Regions from separate parts of the Arachis hypogaea genome. Here region 2 is linked to region 1. Evidence: chromatin contacts called from public Hi-C data. All regions are on one chromosome and are shown on one strand. Each heading gives the region's core, a stretch centred on a gene start, on an enhancer-like site or on the middle of the called end of the contact. The rest is flanking DNA. Distances are from core to core; before and after follow the strand shown.

Region 1 (7,010 bases), core at 4,223-6,722:
AGAATGCATATGAGAAACAACAAAACACACAAAACAAGAGAATTTAGAGATCAGAGCAATGAAATCATCAAGAACACTTGAAGATCAATGAAGAACATATTGCATGTATTCAAAAAATGCAAGAAGAATAAAAACATGCAATTGACACCAAACTTAAAAATTAATACTAGACTCAAACAAGAAACATAAAATATTTTTGGTTTTTATGGTTTTACAAATTTTTTTTTGTGATTTTCGAGAATTATATAGAGAAGAAAATAAAGAGAATCAAAACTTTTAATAAGAATTCCAGGAATCATTGCAATGCTAGTCTAAGACTCCGGTCCAGGAATTAGACATGGCTTACTAGCCAGCCAAGCTTTCAATGAAAGCTCCGGTCTAAAATACTAGACATGGCCAATGGCCAGCCAAGCTTTAGCAGATCATTACTTTCAACAGCAAAATTGATAGAAATCAACAAGCTCTTGTGATAATAAGTTGAAACCTCGGTCCAAAAGATTAGACATGGCTTCTCATCCAGCCAGACTTCAACAAATCATCATGAAACTCTAGAATTCATTCTTAAAAACTCTGAAGAACAAAATAGAAAATCTTTTTGTATTTTTGAAAAAATTTTTTCGAAAAATAAAAAGGAAAAGTACCTAATCTAAGCAACAAGATGAACCGTCAGTTGTCCAAACTCGAACAATCCCCGGCAACGGCGCCAAAAACTTGGTGCACGAAATTGTGATCATCAATGGCGCCATTGACATGGTACGCTCAATTGTAATCTCAACTCTTTATCACAACTTCGCACAACTAACCAGCAAGTGCACTAGGTCATCCAAGTAATAAACCTTACGTGAGTAAGGGTCGATCCCACAGAGATTGTTGGTATGAAGCAAGCTATGGTCATCTTGTAAATCTCAGTCAGGCGGATTCAAATGGTTATGGATGATGAATGATTAAAAGATAAATAAAACATAAAATAAAGATAGAGATACTTATGTAATTCATTGGTGAGAGTTTCAGATAAGCGTATGAAGATGCTTTGTCCCTTCCGTCTCTCTGCTTTCCTACTGTCTTCATCCAATCCTTCTTACTCCTTTCCATGGCAAGCTGTATGTTGGGCATCACCGTTGTCAGTGGCTACAATCCTGTCCTCTCAGTGAAAATGTTCAACGCACTCTGTCACAGTACGGCTATTCATCTGTCGGTTCTCGATCATGTCGGAATAGAATCCAGTGATTCTTTTGCGTCTGTCACTAACGCCCCACAATCACGAGTTTGAAGCTCATCACAGTAATTCAATCCTTGAATCCTACTCAGAATACCACAGACAAGGTTTAGACTTTCTGGATTCTCAAGAATGCCGCCATCAATTCTAGCTTATACCACGAAGATTCTGATTAAGGAATCCAAGAGATAAACACTCAATCGAAGATAGAATGGAGGTGGTTGTCAGGCACACGTTCATAGGTGAGAATGATGATGAGTGTCACGGATCATCACTTTCATCAAGTTGAAGAACAAGTGATATCTTAGAACAAGAACAAGCTGAATTGAATAGAAGAACAATAGTAATTACATTGATACTCGAGGTACAGCAGAGCTCCACACCTTAATCTATGGTGTGTAGAAACTCCACCGTTGAAAATATATAAGAACAAGGTCTAGGCATGGCCGTGAGGCCAGCCTCCAAACGTGCATAAGACTCTCAAAGATCAAAAGTATATCAAGTGTGTCAAATACAATAGCAAAAGGTCCTATTTATAGAGAACTAGTAGCATAGAATTACAGAAATTAGTAATTAATGCAGAAATCTTCTTCCGGGCCCACTTGGTGTGTGCTTGAGCTGAGCATTGAAGCTTTCATGTGTAGAGACTTTTCTTGGAGTTAAACGCCAGCTTTCGTGCCAGTTTGGGTGTTTAACTCCAGCTTTTGTGCCAGTTTTGGAGTTAAACGCCAGAATTCTTGAGCTGACTTAGAACGCCTGTTTGGGCCATCAAATCCCGAACAAAGTACGAATTATTATATATTGCTGGAATGCCCAGGATGTCTACTTTCCAACGCAATTGAGAGCGGGCTTCTTTAGCTCCAAAAAATCCACTTCGAGTGCAGGGAGGTCAGAATCCAACAGCATCTGCAGTCCTTTTCAGCCTCTGAATCAGATTTTTGCTCAGGTCCCTCAATTTCAGCCAGAAAATACCTAAAATCACAGAAAAACACACAAACTCATAGTAAAGTCCAGAAAAGTGAATTTTAAATAAAAACTAATAAAAATATAATAAAAACTAACTAAAACTTGCTAAAAACATACTAAAAACAATGCCAAAAAGCGTATAAATTATCCGCTCATCAGCATTGGACCATTTTCACAGAGAGGATGGGATGTAGCCATTGACAACGGTGATGCCCTACATAAAGCTTGCCATGGAAAGGAGTAGGAATGATTGGATGAAGACAGCAAGAAAGCAGAGGTTCAGAGGAACGAAAGGCATCTCTATACGCTTATCTGAAATTCTCACCAATGAATTACATAAGTATCTCTATCCTAGTTTATATTTCAATTATGTTTTAACTAGCAAATCTCCATAATTATCTGAATCCGCCTGACTGAGATTTACAAGGTGACCATAGCTTGCTTCAAGCCGACAATCTCCGTGGGATCGACCCTTACTCACGTAAGGTTTATTACTTGGACGACCCAGTGTACTTGCTGGTTAGTTGTATCGAAATTGTGAAAAAGAAATAAAATTATGAACGTGCGTATTAAGTTTGTAGCGCCGTTACCATGGAATGAACGATCACGATTTCGTGCACCACCTAGTCACATGCTTGTGGTGTTCTTGTGTCAACTAATCATTGAGACAAAACATTCAGAGTCGATCAATTGCAATTAAACAGAGTATACCAAAGGCTTTAAGCACCACTGTTTGGAAGTAACTGAAAGGAAAATTAGAACTTAAAGAGAGTTCCCCAGTTAAGTGCTTGTGGTGTTTCTGTGTCAAGTGAAGTTTGAGACAAAACATTTAAAGTCACAATTCAAGTAACAATTCAAGTTTGATGTTGTGATGAGTGAGCATCTTTTCTATCTTTTTCTAGTGAATTTGCATTTAATTTGATGAGTTTAATCAAGAATTAATTATCTTTTAACTACTATGGATGCTACTATGGATGCTACTTTGAGTCTTGTGCAATTCTGTTTATTTTAGGTAGCATTCGGTTGGATTTGATGGAATTTCTGCAGCACAAGAATTAAAGGAGATGACAGCGAGGATCGACGCGTGCGCGTACCTGACGCGTGCGTGTGATTTAGAGCTTTCCATGGCGACGCGTGTGCGTACCTGACACATACGCGTGAAAAGTGAAGTTGCACAACGACGCGTGCGCGTACCTGACGCGTACGCATGACACGAGAAGAAAACCATCGACGCGTACGCGTGATTGACGCGTACGCGTGACATGCACCACGTACAGAAAACGCAGAAAATGCTGGGGGCGATTTCTGTGCTGTTTTTGACCCAGTTTTCGGCCCAGAAAACACAGATTAGAGGCTGTAGAATGAAGGAACACTTCCCGTTATTTTTCAGGTTAGGCGTGGATCCTACGAAGCAAGTGGTCCCCATTCATCAATTGAAGACTTGCTGATTATTTAATTAATTCTTATTTAAACTTTATTTTTATCTTGAAAATAGAAAAAGATATTATTTTAGTTTTAGAAATTAGATTTTTAATTAATTAGGATTAGATATAAAAGAGAAAAGAAACTTCCCTTATGGGGATCCCAACATTAGTTAACTTTTCATTCCACCTCAGCCCAATTTACAATCCTAATTTTCTTCTCTGAATCATGAGCAACTAAACCTCCATTGTTAAGGTTAGGAGCTCTGTCTATTTGTATGGATTGATTCTATTGCTTTTCTATTTTAATTCATGCACTGATTTATAATTCAAGAATTGTTTTTGTTCTTTATCTTATGAAATTGGGTGGAACGGAAGTATGACCCTCTTTCTAATTGAGTTCTTGTATAACTTGAAAAAGCTCTTTACTTGAACAATAGCTTGAAAACAATTTCTCCTAAATTCTAATTATCTGGACTTAACGGGATACGTGACATATAATCCTCTTATATTTGGATAATTAGGATTTTTGTGGCATAATAACTAGAATTAAACATCACCCTCTAATTGGAATTAATTGATCAAGGAATTGGCAGTTAATGAGAATTAGAGGAGACTAGAAAGGTCTAAGGAATTAGGGTCTAGTCACATATAGTTTGCCATGAGTCAAATCTTACATGATTAAAATAGTTAATAAGAAAAGTTAATCCGGAAAAATAGATAACTCTGAAACCTTAACTGTTTCTCCATATTTTATTCCCAACTTATTCACATGCCTGTCTTTAAACTCTGAATTTACTGTTTAATACTCTTTGAACTCTCAAACACTATTTTCTACTTGCCTAACTAAGTGAATCACTTAACCATTGTTGCTTAGTCCTTCAATCCTCGTGGGATCGACCCTCATTCACCTAAGGTATTACTTGGTACGACGCGGTGCACTTGCCGGTTAGTTTGTGGTTAGAAATTTCGCACCACGCGGCTCGTGGCTCCATGGATGGCAGCGACACTGGTTTCGCGATGAGGACGGCGACGACGACATGGACCCCGCGAAGATGACGACAGACATGACGACGACTCCCAGACGCAGCGTCTTCTCCCTCCTGTGACTCTGGTTTGCGCCTCTCCCTCTCCTTCAACGGTGACAAGACGGTGCAGCGGCAGTGATTCCTGTCAGCGCCGTCTTCCCTCTCTTCTCTTCTCTTCTCTGCCTTCCGTTTCTCCTTCTCTCCCTCTACGTTTTCTTTCTTTTTTTTTTTTTTTTTGAATTTCTGATGCTGCTATGTTTGGGTACAAGGAGGTTTGGCGGCTAGGATTTTTTTAGGTGAAAGGGAAAATGGATTTTGGTTGTTAGGGTTAGAGTTAGATGAAATTTAGGTTTTTTTTAGTTAGGGTTAGGGTTAGATTTGGAGATTTTGGGTTAATTAGAATTTAATAAAATCTAAATCAAATTTAGTTATATTATATTAATTTTAAAATCTAATTTAATCTCTCAAAATTATTTTAAAAATATTATTTAATTATTAATTTGTTGATTGTTTTTTAATCAAATATTTTAATTTAAAATATAAAATAATATAATAAATATTTTTTATTTATAAAAATTAAAATTTTTAAAATCTTAATTATTTAAACTATAACATATAAAATTTTTATTTTAATTATCAAAATTTGATTTAATTATTTCTAAAAAAATAATTTTTTTATAAATCTTTAATAAATAAAAAATTTAAAATCGATTCATAATAAAATTTTTCAAAAATTTTAAATCTTACATCTATTTTTTAGATAATTATTTATTTTGTTAATATTAAAACTTAAAAATAATTATTTTTATAAATATGTATTTATATGGAAAATTATTTTACTACTTCACACTCACACGATATCAAAAGTAAATATATATAACCCTAATTTTACATTTTGCCCTCTTTTCGCCGCTGCAGTCTACCCTTCACCCTCACCCACACCCACACCCACACCCATACACAGAGATCAGAGACACCACTCGGCCACTCCTTCTTCCTTGACCACCACCGGAGACTGCTTGCCGGAGACCGCCCGCTCTTCCTCGCGTTAGTACCTCTTCGTCGCGTGCTTCCTCTCGCCGCTTTTCCTTGCGTTCATCCCTCCCTCTTCCTGGTTTAGACGTTATCACCGTCAGTGGTACTCAGTTCCTGCCACGTTGTCGTCCTCTCAGTCCGTGGTCCTCTGTTCTCGCTGCCTTGACGTCCTCGCCGCCTTGCCTTACTGCCGCATCGCCGTCCTCCGTTCTCGTCGGTTCACCGTCCTCCTTCCAGCGAATCAGCTTCATTGTTCAGGACTTCAGGTATTTTTTTATGAAGATCATTTGAGTTTTGTGAAGGTCATTTGAACTGTGAATTGTGAATAGATGTTTTTGGCAGATTCTAAACTAATTGAACTGTGAATTGTGAATAATTGGGAATTGGTTGCGGATATAAACTAGTTTTTGGCTGTTTCTAGGTCGGTGCTAGTACCACCAGAAGAGTACATAAAACTCACAAGATGAAATCTAGAACATAGTCGGATTTTATAATTTAGTTTTCTGTCATCTTACTTGTTAAGTTGTTGTGTGTGATGCTGCTGTTATTGTTTATATGTCTAAAAGAATTAGATATCATGAATTATACTTGTTCACTTGTTCTTTGGTCCTGTTTAGTTGTGGTGAGATCCTCCTATTATTGTTTATTTTTGTTATTTAAGAAAAGTTTGTTTAAAAATATTTTAGGAATAAATAGGTTTAAAAGTGTGAATAAAAGAGTTTTATTGAATTTTTTATGTAGCAATATGCATTTAAATAAAGTTTCTGTTTTGCGGATACATCTGATCCAATCCGATCCGTATACACCTGGGTTTAAGTAAAAAAAAAATTGCAAGTTAGGGTTTGCCCCTTATAAATATGGATGTAGTTTTGTTAGGGTTTCAACACTACACTCTTCCAGCACGATTAGGGTCCTCAAGCTTCAACAAACATGGCTGACAAAGCGGTTACCATCAGAACAAGGAAGTTTATGACTAACAGGCTCCTCTCCAGAAAGCAATTCGTGAGTTCGTTCACCATTCTCACTTTCACACTGTTTTTATGGCTTTATCATAGACTTTAAGTATCTAGATTTTGGAATAATTGGGATCTGATAATGATAGATGAATTGAGCGCTACATACGATTTAGCTGAGCCTCGTTTTCTCTTTAATTGTGTGGTTGTAGGTCATTGATGTTCTTCATCCAGGGAGGGCAAATGTTTCTAAGGTACATTCTGTTTGTTAGCCGAAAACTTTAGATTTAATTGATTTTTGTCAGGTAGTTATTGGTTGGACAATAATGGTGTTTAGGGTTTCTAATTTTTGTTGTGTTTGGAATATGAAGGCTGAGCTTAAGGAGAAGCT
Region 2 (7,152 bases), core at 3,654-6,153, 140 kb after region 1:
CTCAACACTTCTATAGATGTTGTAATTCTTCACACCTTGCAATACTGCCTCTCTGCTTTTGAATCTGTGGTCAACCCTAAACTCCACACCACCGTCTATATTGTAATCGTTTCCGCCCATGTCTGAAAATAGAGTTTTCTCGTGCATTGCATCAGGATCCGATGTATGATAGTGACTTGGTACAACTAATAAGGCCGAAATTGCTTGTAGGACAAATAGAAGATACTAAATTGATGTGTCTACCGGAGTCTCTAGTACAAACTCTTTCTCGTCATCATCCTCAAAAGAACCATTATCGTTGATATCGATAATATACTCTTCTTTGGACTCCTCACCGTCCACATCCATATCTACTGCTGGACTACTACAGTGATGGTGGTACAAGAGGTGGGTCATCCTGGACAAAATTTGAATGGCAGATCTATCACCACCAACATCACCAACCTCCACAGAAACCTCCATCACTTATTCCGCTATGATTCTTCCGTGGATGTCAAACATGAGACGCACATGTCCATCGCCATGGAGCCAAAACAGACGAAACTGAAAAACTCCATTTTCCGTCGGTGCTAGCAACCTATACTCAATCTTCCAATCTCTTTTGTCCTGCTAGCACCGATATTCCTTAATATTATACTCTTTAGTTTAGAGAAAGAATTTACTCTTTAAGTGCAGAACAAAATAGGATTATCACACTCAAACATCACCCAGTATCACTATTTCTCATATGATTATTGGAATACACATTTACTACCACATATCCACTAACACTAGACATTTTTTCTTCAGTTTTGGAAGAAAAATAAAAGAGAAGAAGAAGTGAGTTGTTTGTGGAGAATACAAATAGTTATAAATCTTTTTATAGTTGATCAAAATTTGTTGTACTGTATTTTATTTACAATGAAAATATCATAACTCTTCGTTTATCTCGTTTATAGTATAACCAAAATAAGTATGTATATTTCGTTTATATTGTAAACAAGATATGTGTTGATCATTATCTTCCAGAAATTATGTTTGCAAATGTGATACATGGACTTCGTGACGTGTCTTATCTCGTTTATATTGTAAATAAGATATATATACTTATTTTATTTATACTGTAAATAAGGTAAATAAGACAACATAAATCGGTAAAAACACTATAAATTATCTATTTTTGTAAATAAAATATTTATTTTATTTATTTAAAAAAATCCAAACTTATTGCGGTTATCTTTATTATATTTTTCTTTTGTTTTATTTTTATCCTTTCATATAAAAAAAATAAAAAATCTCAAACTTAAAAGTTATGAATTAAAATAAAATAATTATTTTATGAAAAATTTTGACATGATTTTAGAGCAAATCGAATCATTTGTTCTATCTCAAATATTATTTGACATTTTAGAAATGAATGATGTTATATGTATAAATATTTTTGTAATCAAATTCAATTAAATTGGTATAAGTTCAATGAAAAAATATGGGTATATGTTGGACACACGTATCATTTTTTTTCGTATTTTTTGCAACATATAAATTTTTATTGAAGAGCACAAAACTTATTAATGTAGCACATAAATTTTTGAAATATAGCACATAAAATTTATACATAATACAAACTTATCGATATAGTATACAAAATTTTTCATATAATATACAAATTTTTCTACAACCACACAAATTTTTACTGTTAATGTGTTTTGTTAGTTGGGTGAATTAATGTTCTAGTTATATAATTTTCTAAAAATTTTTGTGTTGTACATCAAAATTTATGTGTTATTCACTAAGATATAATATACAAATTTTTGCATATAGCACATAAATATTTGAATACGGCACATAAATTTTTGCACAAGCACAAGAATTTTTACATGCAGTACACAAATTTTGCTATGAACGTATCTTGTTTGTTGGGTGAGTCAATGTTTTGAATATATAATTCTCCAAAAATGTGTGTATTGCACATTAAAATTTCTGTGCTATGTACCAAAATTTTTGTGCTGTACACCAAAATTTATGTGTTGTGCATATTTTATTGGTTGAGTGTCAATGCTTTAGAAATATGGTCCTTCAACAATTTTTGTATTGTATGCTAAAATTTATGTGCTGTGTACCAAAATTTATATAGTATGCATCAAAATTTCTGTTATACTTTTTTTAACATTTGTAGAAGAAGAAAATGAATATGACAAGGACCATAATAATGATAATAAAAGGTGATGAGGAGGAGAAAAAGAGAAAAAGCTAAACAATAACATCAAGAGGAAGAAGAAGGCGATGACAGTGGCAGTGGCAGTGGCGACAACGACAACAACGTTGAAGAAAGAAGCGCGCAAAAGAACAAAAAAATGACGCGACAATGATAACGAAAACAACGCTAAAGAAAGAAGCGCGCGAAAGAACAAGAAAATGATGCGACAATGCCTAGTATTTCGTTTTAGGAATAAAAAGTTATTATTTTTGTTTTAAGTTAAACTAGTGTATGTAACCATATAATACATAAAAATGTTTAATTTTTTATTTACACATGCAGTATATTTAATAAAAAATATTCTTTGATATATTTATCTTTAAATTAAGTTAATATATTTTTTTATTTATGTCAATATTAAAAAAAAGCACATAACAAAAAATTTACACATGGGAGCTCATGATTAGTAAGAGAGGCATGCATCATTTGTATTTGTGTGTATTGATTGGGTGTGCATCTTGTATTTGGCTTGCCTTGTTGAATAATTGTATCTCTATACTATTTGAACTACTTGCTTTATTTGTGTATTTTTTGTATGAATTTCGCTAGGGAGCCAATGGAATATTTGTACAATGTGTACAATGGGCTATGAGTTAAAAAATGAACATCACCCATACTATTCAGAATAACCATCTGGGTACCAGGGATAATAAACATCTCATGTTATGAAACCACTCATCCCAAAAGCTGAAGCTGATTTTAGGGTTCACCAAGGATCGAACTCTTGAGCTTTCAGATCTAGAGCTCTAATACCATATCATGAAACCACTCATCCCAAAAGTTTAAGCTGATAGGAAAAGGTAACACTAATGGTTATATCTCTAATACTGAATCGGACATCTCTAAACCTCCATTGTACACATTGTACAGATATTCCATTAGCTCCCTATACTTCCTCTTTTTGTATTGTTTTGTATCTGTTTGAACAAATGAGAAGTCCTTTATGCTGGCGATGGTGACGGTGAGTGCTATTCTTGATGCGATATTAATGACTAGATGATTGAAAAATGGAATGAGTATTGATTGATATGATAACTCCCTAGGTAGATGCAAGGGTTGTGGTTCACCCCACTTACTCTAGGTTGAGACTAAATGTAGAGAATAATTGATATGAGACCGATGATGAGATGAGAATTATAACTTTGAATCATAGCCAAGTTTGGCGAGTTGACAATCTTTAGAGATTGAGATGATTAACAGATAGAAAAGAGATTATGGCGGTGTTGATTTAAGGCTGATGAATAAATTGTTTAACTTAAAATTCTTAGTCTGTAACTGCGAGAGAATTATTATTGTATTAAGGAACTTTATTAATGAAAAGACAAGTAAAGGTTAAACTTAAAGTATCTATTAGAGTTTTCCCTGTTTGGTTTAGAAAAGAACCCTAGGCTTGAAGCTTGTGTTGATTGGAGTTTAGGATCGCCTAACAGGTTCATATCTTTTTACATAATCACTATTTGGAATTATTACTCTGCTGAGAACGTTCGGATTCTCACCCATTATCGGATTTTGTTTTCAAATACAAGACATGACGCACCTCATTGAGCGTGCCAATCGAATCTCTTGGGACGCAAAGACTTCTTTACATTGTGTACTTTGTGCTTATTATATTTATATTCTCACATTTTGATCACATACTTGTACCCTTTTCAAAAGTTGATTTATGGAAAACACGTATTTTATTTACTTCTGGTTTGTATTATATTTTCTAGTCGGCCTTATTTTCGCAGGTCGAGACTAGTATTTATTATGGATCTCCTTTTGAATCATATATATTTCTGTTGTTTCTGTATATCATTAACATTTCGAGTGCAATGCACTTATTATTCTGTCATCTTTTTTCACAAGCTCCTAACTATATTATTATCCTTCAAATACTATGTATGTACCTTTAAGTTTAGGTGTCGTAATGTCTCGCCACTTTTGACTTACGACTATAGCGTCAGGTTTTATGTGGTAGGATGTTACACAAAAAAAGTTACAAATTAAAAAATAAAAAAATTACCTTGACTCTAAAACTCAAACTCATAAATCATAAAAGAAAAACTATATAATCTTTAGTAGGACGAAATTAATTATAAAAATTGATATAAATATCAATTTCATACTAATTGATACACATGTGCACAACAAAATTATTAATTTAAATATCATATAAATGTTTATTATGTATAAATTATATTATAATAATTGACAATTAAAATTATTGACAATTAGAATAGTTTATTAAATATTAATTTTCATATAATTATAAAGAAGATATTTTAAAAAAAAAACTGAAGAAAAGAGAAATAAGTATCAAAATGCGCCACATTAGCATTTTTGGTGCTAAAATATTATCGATTGTAGAATAATATAATTTTAAAATTTCTATAAAAAAATACACATATTCTAAAAAATTAATCCAAAACAAAAATAAATAGTATAAAATAAATTATTTGATTTACTCTTAGAACAGAAAATATTTTTTCTATTTTACGAACCTTATTTGGCTTCAAATTCAAATGTGATAGGATTCACATTTTCTACATATGAATACGGCTGTAAAGTTATTTCAGAGTTCAGACTTCAGGTAGACCCACACTTATTTTATTTTTATTTTATTTTTCTACATACAGGTACAACTATATATAACTCGAAAGGGAAATTGAGTCACATGAGACTGAGAGAGAGAGAGAGAGCGCATATTATTATTCTAATTTCTAATTGCACTTCTCGCAGTGTAAGTATTCGACGCACACATGATTATCCATCAAATTGCTCCTCAAAATAAGTGTAATAATCATCATATGTCCCAAGAAAACAATAGCCTTTAATAATTAGTATTAGAAAACAAAACAAATCAGCACCAAATGAAACCTGAATATCCAAGATCACAATCAAGCTCCAAATCCACTCAAAGTAATGAGGGACAGCACCATAATTTGACTCGAGGCATGGATTTTAAATTTCCAAGTTCACACGCACAAAATAATAAAAATAATAATAAAGATAATACTAAAATATCAATAATACACTTAACATATAAGGCTTTATTATATTCTTTCCTTTGCATTCAACCTTTATCCCCATCTCGTACAGAGACAAAAAAACAGAGGGGGAAGGAAACCACAAAACAAAAACATCATTCTAATAAGTTCTCATCAGATCTTATTACAATGATGATACCCCAGTTGCATAGTATGATTGCAACAATAATAATTGTTGTTGTTGTTGCAAAGATAAATGTGGGAGTGAATTCAGCTCCAGAAGCTGATAAGGTAACCAATTTGCCAGGGCAACCACCAGTGAAGTTCCAGCAATATGCTGGTTATATTACAGTGGATGAGAAGCAACAAAGATCTTTGTTTTACTACTTTGCTGAAGCACAAGTTGAACCTGCTTCCAAGCCATTGGTTCTATGGTTAAATGGAGGTATGATTCTTCTTTTCTTTTTATTTCTTTTGGACTAGGTTGCTTGCTATCTTTAAGCCACTTTATTGTTTTGAGCTCTTTCTTTCAAAAATAAATAAATATGGAGATACAGAGGCATAGATGGTCAGATGGGTATTTTTTTTGTCCCCGTTTTCAAGGAGTCAAGATTTTTTTCTCTATAAAAAATAAGTGTCTTTATTTTGATTTTACAATCAAATGGATCTCTATTGTTATTGTTTCTGTATCAGATACAGCATCTAAACATGACTCTAAACCTCTAACAGAACTGGTTAAAAGAGATATAACTATAAATAGCTTAGTTCATATAAGATTCATGACAAAGTGCAATTGAATCATTTGATTCATTTAGCCGAATTCACCAGGTGGAATAGTACTTGTTACTTACTGTTGTGGCAAAGACATTGTTTTCAATCCTTGATTTTTTGAATCTGAAAGTTCCTGTTCATATCAAAGTAAAATTTGGTGTCTATAGGGCCTGGCTGTTCTTCTGTTGGAGCCGGAGCTTTCGTCGAGCATGGTCCATTTAAACCAAGCGAAAATGTTCTTCTCAAGAATGATTATAGTTGGAACCAAGGTAATTTAATCCCAGTTATTCTGAAAAGATACCAATTTTTTTTTTTTAAAAGTATGTAACATTTTTATGTCCTTTAATTTCAATCAAAATTGCTTGTTGCAGAGGCAAATATGCTGTACTTGGAATCACCGGCTGGTGTTGGTTTCTCCTACTCTGCCAATAAATCTTTCTATGAATATGTTAATGATGAAATGACAGGTTCTTTAATTTCATTTTATTTTGTTAAAAGAGTTAGATGAGTTTGGACTTTTGGTTGAACTTGAATTGCTATTAATACCTCTTAATCTTTTTATCTTAGTTTGTATTCAGATTTTGATATCATATTTCATGAATCTAATTAGGGTTTGATTTCCCTTATTTTATAGCAAGGGATAATCTTGTATTCTTACAGAATTGGTTCACTAAATTCCCAGAGTACAAAAACAATGACTTCTTTATTACAGGGGAGAGTTATGCAGGTACTATCTTATTAAGTAAATTATTTCTTTATTAGAAATATAAAAACTTTGAATTTTCAGTGAGAACTTTTTTTATTGTTTTATTAATTAATGCCCTTAAAACACTTATTGACCAAACTTTAAATTCATTGTTGAATTTTCATTTTATTAATTGTTGAGGTAAATTTAGACTATTTTTGACTAATTCTTTTTTGTTACTAAACATTTTCGTTTTCATTTATACCAATACCATAAATGCAGTCAAAACTACTCTAATACTTTCTCTCCTCATTAATTAAGGGTTATTTTCTAAGGTTACTTTAAATCTCCAATGCTAATATTTATTTTAATTTTATTTTGAATTTCACAAAACACTATATTAATATAGAATCATATATTATAAATAATAATTTGATATTAAATGTAAAATTTGTTACTCCAATACTTGGTGTCAATTATTCAATTTGAAT

What was found. A called contact is a pair of places that touch in the nucleus more often than the background predicts.
Region 2: a Hi-C map of an unstated tissue shows a contact between it and region 1, with 2.9 times the contacts expected there. The contact joins the promoter of LOC112727589 here to the promoter of LOC112727587 in region 1. A contact is called at or near these places in 5 of 8 Hi-C or Micro-C datasets (leaf and an unstated tissue).

What each region holds. Positions count from the first base shown.
Region 1 is chr12:83,101,451-83,108,460 of arahy.Tifrunner.gnm2.J5K5, forward strand. It overlaps LOC112727587 (small ribosomal subunit protein eS24z), which reads left to right and starts at 5,473. Exons shown (of 6, transcript XM_025777392.2): 1 at 5,473-5,932; 2 at 6,534-6,668; 3 at 6,832-6,873; 4 at 6,991-7,010. The coding sequence starts at 6,597.
Region 2 is chr12:83,246,342-83,253,493 of arahy.Tifrunner.gnm2.J5K5, forward strand. LOC112727589 (serine carboxypeptidase-like 45) reads left to right here and starts at 4,904. Exons shown (of 10, transcript XM_025777395.3): 1 at 4,904-5,650; 2 at 6,144-6,245; 3 at 6,348-6,443; 4 at 6,611-6,703. The coding sequence starts at 5,089.